Regions from separate parts of the Neogale vison genome. Here region 2 is linked to region 1. The links are chromatin contacts, called in public Hi-C maps. All regions are on one chromosome and are shown on one strand. The core of a region is the stretch at or near the end of the contact, and the rest is flanking DNA. Distances in the headings are between cores, read along the strand shown.

Region 1 (2,700 bases), core at 100-2,599:
GTTCTTGACAACTTTCCTACTCCATCGGACCTTTTGTGTATTGGTGGTGTCATGAGAGACCATCCACACATCCAGAACTGATGACCTTTGCAGATTTATAAAGGAAAGAGATCAGACTGTATAGGTAAATAAAGAGAAAAAAGGAAGAACACAACAGGTCTGGAATCACAGATCTCATTAAGAGGGTGTATTGGTTTGCCCAAGCTACAGTAACAAATGGCCACAAACTGGGTGGCTTGAAACAAGTTCTCTCACAGTTCTGGAAGCTAGATATCAGACTTAAGGTGTCAGCAGGGCCGTGCTTCCCCTGGGGCTCTAGGGAAGCATCCTTCCTTGCCTCTTCTAGCTTCTGGTTGCTTGTCTTATGGCAGCGTAATACTGGCCTCTGTCTTTGCTTGGCCTTCTTCTCTGCATCCACTCTGGGTCTCTGTGTTCCTCTTCTTCTTAAGAGGTTAGCAGTCCTATTGAATTAGGGACCATCCTAACCCAGGAAGACCTCATTTCAACGAATGACATCTGCAAAGACGCTGTTTGCAAATAAAGCCACACTCAAGAGCTGCTGGGCTTAGGACTTCAGTCCATCTTTTTGGGGGGGCTAAGGATTCACCCTGCCACAGAGGGCAACAGGAACTCACGTGAAGAAATGACCTGTGGGACGAGGCATCGACGAGGAGTCATGAACTAAAGGAAAACAGTTGCATGCTGAAATGATAAGCAGAGGTCAAGATGGTCTGGAGAGGTACAGGAAGTGTTCTGATAAGAGACGCTCTCACTTAGGATACTCTTTCCATCTGTGCTGATGGCCCTGATTTTTTTTTTTCTGTCAGAGTTTTAAAAAAATATTGTATAAATAAAAAGAATAAGAAAATAGCACTTCTCTGACTCACACGTTGGGCAGAGCACAGACTTTTGTGATCATCAGGAAAGACTTCACAGAAATGTTGATGTTTGTGCAGGATCTCAGGGTATGAGGATAAGTCACCATGCAAAGAAGAGGTGCTGGGGGGGGTTGTTGAGGGGAGGGGGCTTCCCATACAGACAGACAAGCACATGCAAAAGCACAGTGTTATTTCAGGGATAAACTCTTTACTTCTGCAAGCAGGGTGAAAAGCCTTTAAAGGCAATGCTGATCTCCTCGACCCAATCTGCATTACTGAGAAACAGTGTTATAAAATGAAGGCGGGGAGGAGGGGGACGTTTTTGGTTTTAATCAATGCACAAATAGCCCACGGATAACCTGAAAGAACACGAGGAGCCTATAGAGGGAGGAGTTAATTGCTGGACGCATTCGCCAAAGCACAAATCTGGAAACCCCACCCTCAGCCAGATCTGGAGAAATCAAAGGGCTGAATGTGGTATAAATTCTTCTGCCCTGATTGCATAAGGAGATCTGCCAACATTTTTTCTCTGATATATTCCTTTCTGCATCAAGGACTGAACCGGGTTCTGAAAAACCCGATGGTGAACTGAGATGGGCAGTTCTGAATCACCCCCACGATCTAGGAAAATGAACTCCCCACTGAGCTCCCCGAAGAAGCACCCTCGCTTGTGGCCCCTGACATCGGGCATCAGGATCTGGCCGGGATCCTGTCATAGAGCGACTCCCCTTTTTTGGCAGAAGAATGTACAGGATGCCAGTAAAGTTCACCCTGGGTCATCTAAGTCTCTTTAAATGCGCGATGATTCATTGCTGGGGTGGGGGAGAGAGAGGACCGTGAGGGGGAAGGAAGTGCGGAGCGGAGAGGCGGAGCGATGTAATTATGAAATTGACTGCAGGGAAAAAAAAAAAAAAGCGAGCTCTGGGAGTGATGGGGTCACATGTTCTTACTATTGGTGTTTCAGCTACAACTTTTCCACGGGGGAGGAGGGGGGAGGGGAGGGGCTGGGAACCAGATCCCGGAAGGTGATTGGCTTTCGGAGGGGATGCGGGCACCAGACGCCTGACATATTTATTAGCCTCCCAACGTGTGGCTTTCTCCTCCTTTCTGACAAAGAGAGAAAAGCTCTCTGGTGACAGTACAGTTAGAATAAAAATCTGGCTGCAGTGGTAGGAGGGAACCATTCGTCTTCTTCTATTTGATTTACTCGCACTCGGGCTGACAGGGTCTTCCATTCTGTGCGTTCGTTTTGTACTTAAAAAGGGATTGTTTGTAATTTACAGCTTAAGTCGGAGTGCTATTATTCTGCTCTGTCAGAAAGCATCTGTGGCAGGAGCTTTTGTTTCCGGTCTATGCTGCAGACACCCGGGCAAATCGGCATCTTCAGGCGTCAGTCTAGAGAGCTTCCCCAACTCTGCCAGCAGGGAAACTTGCAAGGGGCCTGGCAGAAAAGGGTTCTTTCTGCAGATAACAGACAGCCCTCTCTGAAAGCCAGCTTCCTCCGTGAACTCTAGTTATGTAGGTCAAAAAGCGAAGTTTGCCAATGCATTTTTTCCCTGACCCTGCCTTTTTGGGGATAAATTTGATAAATTCCTCATAAAATAATTTTCTTAAACCCTCCCCCCCCCCCCCCCCCCCCCGCCACCACCACTTTATTTGGGTTAGCTTCTCCTGGCCCATGTTGACTCAAGAAAAATAAAGTAAGTGAGAGAGCTCAAAACGGTGTATTTTAATGTCATACGCTGGAAAAACAAAGAACTCCCATAGCAATCTGATGTTTATTTTTTTAGCCCGTTGTTGCCCCCATCTTCTTTTGAAGGCA
Region 2 (2,700 bases), core at 33-2,532, 170 kb before region 1:
CAGGAAGGTGACTCCGACTTGTGAATGAGGGGCAGAGAGACAGGCGCAAAGGGCTCATCCTAGCAAGCTCCTTTCAAGGCCCTCGTCAGAGAAAAAACACTTCTCTCTCCCACCAAAAAAAAAAAAAAAAAAAAATTGAAGCAGTCATTGGCCTTCCGCCAAATCATGAGAATTATAGTAAAATTTGTCTGTTTCATTCCACGTCTTAAAACATCTTCAGAATAAACTTGATGAATGGCGCTCCAGCTCACCAAGTGATCACCCAAAGGCCAAATGTTTTGTTTCATCTGTACCGTGTTTTATAAAGTTAATCCAACATTTCCACACTGAGAGATTTCACGTAAAATGGTAGATAATGGGCTTCTCACGCGGGCTTGGAATATTTGGCAAGTGGGTCCACATTCCTCACAGTAACAACTGGCCGGTGTTGAGTCACGGCTGCCCGCGGTAAGAAGGTCCAAACCCACCCCTTTCTGTCACAGCCTCCCCTCCTTCCAGCTGCATTCATGACTCCAGGCTGCCTAAATACCACTGCAAAATTTTAAAACGAAAGTTGACATCTCTGAAATGCCAGAATCCTCCATCCCGCCTGTCTCATGCATTTCCATGCACGATCTGGCCGGGGGAGCCTTTGAGTTTGCGATCCCTGATCATGTCCTCAGAGGCCCAGCATCTCTCCGTGGAGACCTGAGGAGGGTCTTTTACGAAGAGCTCGGGAGGGCTGGATCTTCTGTTCTTGGCCTTCCGGCCCCCTGGCTAGTTTTCAGTCATCCCAACACAGACACACACACACACACACACACACAGTGTCAGATTTTCTCGCTAGAAAACTCTGCTCCTTGTCATCAAGACTTTTCTTCCTGCCTGCTTGGTTCGTGCTGTTCTTCCGTCCCGGAACGCCCTTCCTCTTTTCATCTCATGTCTAATTGTCCTTCGGGCTCAGCTTCCTGGATGATTAACCTGACCCATGTGATTGGAAGCTCCCACGGCATCAAGTCAATAGAAGAAACAAGGTGCTGTTTTGATTTTCCCAGGCCAGGGGATAAGCGCCTTAAGTTTGCCAGCCTGTCATTCCTTTGAATCTTCCCTGATGTCCAGGTGGGTGCTGGGCAAACAGATCTTCTCAATAGACCCTGCGTGCTTTGACTCAGGGTTCTCTCCGTGGCCGAGCAGGCGATGCAACGCCCACACGGGCCCACTAGAGGTCGCCTGTCTACACACATCGTGCCCTGCCCAGGTTCCGTGCAGCACACACATTACCAGAGCCTCTGGAAGTAGGGCAGGCTCATTTATTTCCTCTCCAACACAGCCTCGGGCCATCAGAGCTTCTGATGTCAGGGTCCCCGCCGTGCAAGCCGCGGAATGAAAACACTGCAAATAAGAAAGGTCACTGCATCCTCTCTACACATTTACTTCTCACCTGAAATCTCCCCTTCACTTAGCAACATCTCAGCTCAGGGTCTGAATGTTTTTCCCCACTCAATATTCTGGCAGGAGGGAGAAGCACGCTGTGACTAAGATGCATGTGTGTGTGTGTGTGTGTGTGTGTGTGTGTGTGTGTTTACAGATTATTGCATCAGATCTGTGGCCCGGCGACGTGTCAGGAAAGGTTTCCATCCACCCTTTTCTCCTCCAATCCCTGCGAAGTTTCTGACCAGGGCACGGATGCTCTGATTCTGTTCTGATTTGGCTTCCGCTGGTCTCTAGAATAAGAGATTAACCTTTTAAGACACGGCCCTTATCAAATGGCCAGCCTTAACGTAGTGGCAGTCAGGTTTTATTTGAAAAATTTAGTGAGCCCAGAGCAACAATAGAAAGGGAGCACAGTGGGTCTGAAAACAGGACAGATGCCACAGAGGAGGGGAGGGCAGAAGTGTAGGTACCTAAGGTAAGCCAAGTGCCCGGCAGGGTGTCATGTTGGCATCTCAGACCATGATGCTGACATTAGCTGAGTCACAGCCGTTGTAAAGGCTTGGCAAGGGAATATGTTCATTGCAGAGATTTAAATGGAAGCCCAGACCCGGGGAAGAAAGCTAGCATGTAGCTCGGCTTGGAATAGTGAAGACCTTGGAATCAAAGCCCTAAGGGCAAGGTTTGTAAGCAGGGCTAGCTTGTTTCAAGCCACTGGCAGATTCTAAGTAGCATTCAGACCCGCTGACAAACTCTTTTTTTTTTTTTAAGATTTATGTCTTTATTTTTAGAGCGAGTGTAAGGGGAGGGGCAGAGGCAGAGAATCTTTAGCAGACTTCCAGAGCTCGATCCCATGACCCCAAGATCAAGACCTGAGCGGAAATCAAGAGTCAGAGGCTTAACCGACTGAGCCACCCAGGTGCCCCTAGACCCACTCACAAACTTTAAAGGATAGACCAATTTGCATGTCTCTTTCATCCATTACCAATACACCTATCAAAATGATGCACTAATTAGTAGAGGCAGTGTAGCATCTCTCAAGCCAGAGCACCTGAGTGGGAATCACAGTTCTGACATTTACTAGCCATGATTTAAACTCTCTGCCTCAGTTTATTCATCTGTGAAATGGGATTAATAATAGTACCTACCTCACAATGAAGATTACTATGGATTACTAGGATTACTATGAAGATGAAATGAGTTAATATATGTAAAGTGCTTAGAATAATGCCTGGCACATAGTAAGCACATATGTAAATATAAGCTAGTTGTTTTTTTTATTATCTATTT

What was found. Hi-C and Micro-C count contacts between places; a contact is called where the count stands out from the background.
Region 2: a Hi-C map of fibroblasts shows a contact between it and region 1, with 7 times the contacts expected there. The contact joins two enhancer-like sites. A contact is called at or near these places in 2 of 3 Hi-C or Micro-C datasets (fibroblasts and muscle).

Annotation. Positions count from the first base shown.
Region 1 is chr1:139,289,395-139,292,094 of ASM_NN_V1, reverse strand. No RefSeq gene overlaps it. Among named protein-coding and RNA genes, the nearest start is that of ATXN1, 86 kb to the right of the region's middle. Within about 2 kb of position 1,349, the one cell type or tissue checked has open chromatin away from gene starts, as enhancers often do. A contact at or near this core is called in fibroblasts, where this site is marked.
Region 2 is chr1:139,457,128-139,459,827 of ASM_NN_V1, reverse strand. No RefSeq gene overlaps it. Among named protein-coding and RNA genes, the nearest start is that of STMND1, 95 kb to the left of the region's middle. Within about 2 kb of position 1,282, the one cell type or tissue checked has open chromatin away from gene starts, as enhancers often do. A contact at or near this core is called in fibroblasts, where this site is marked.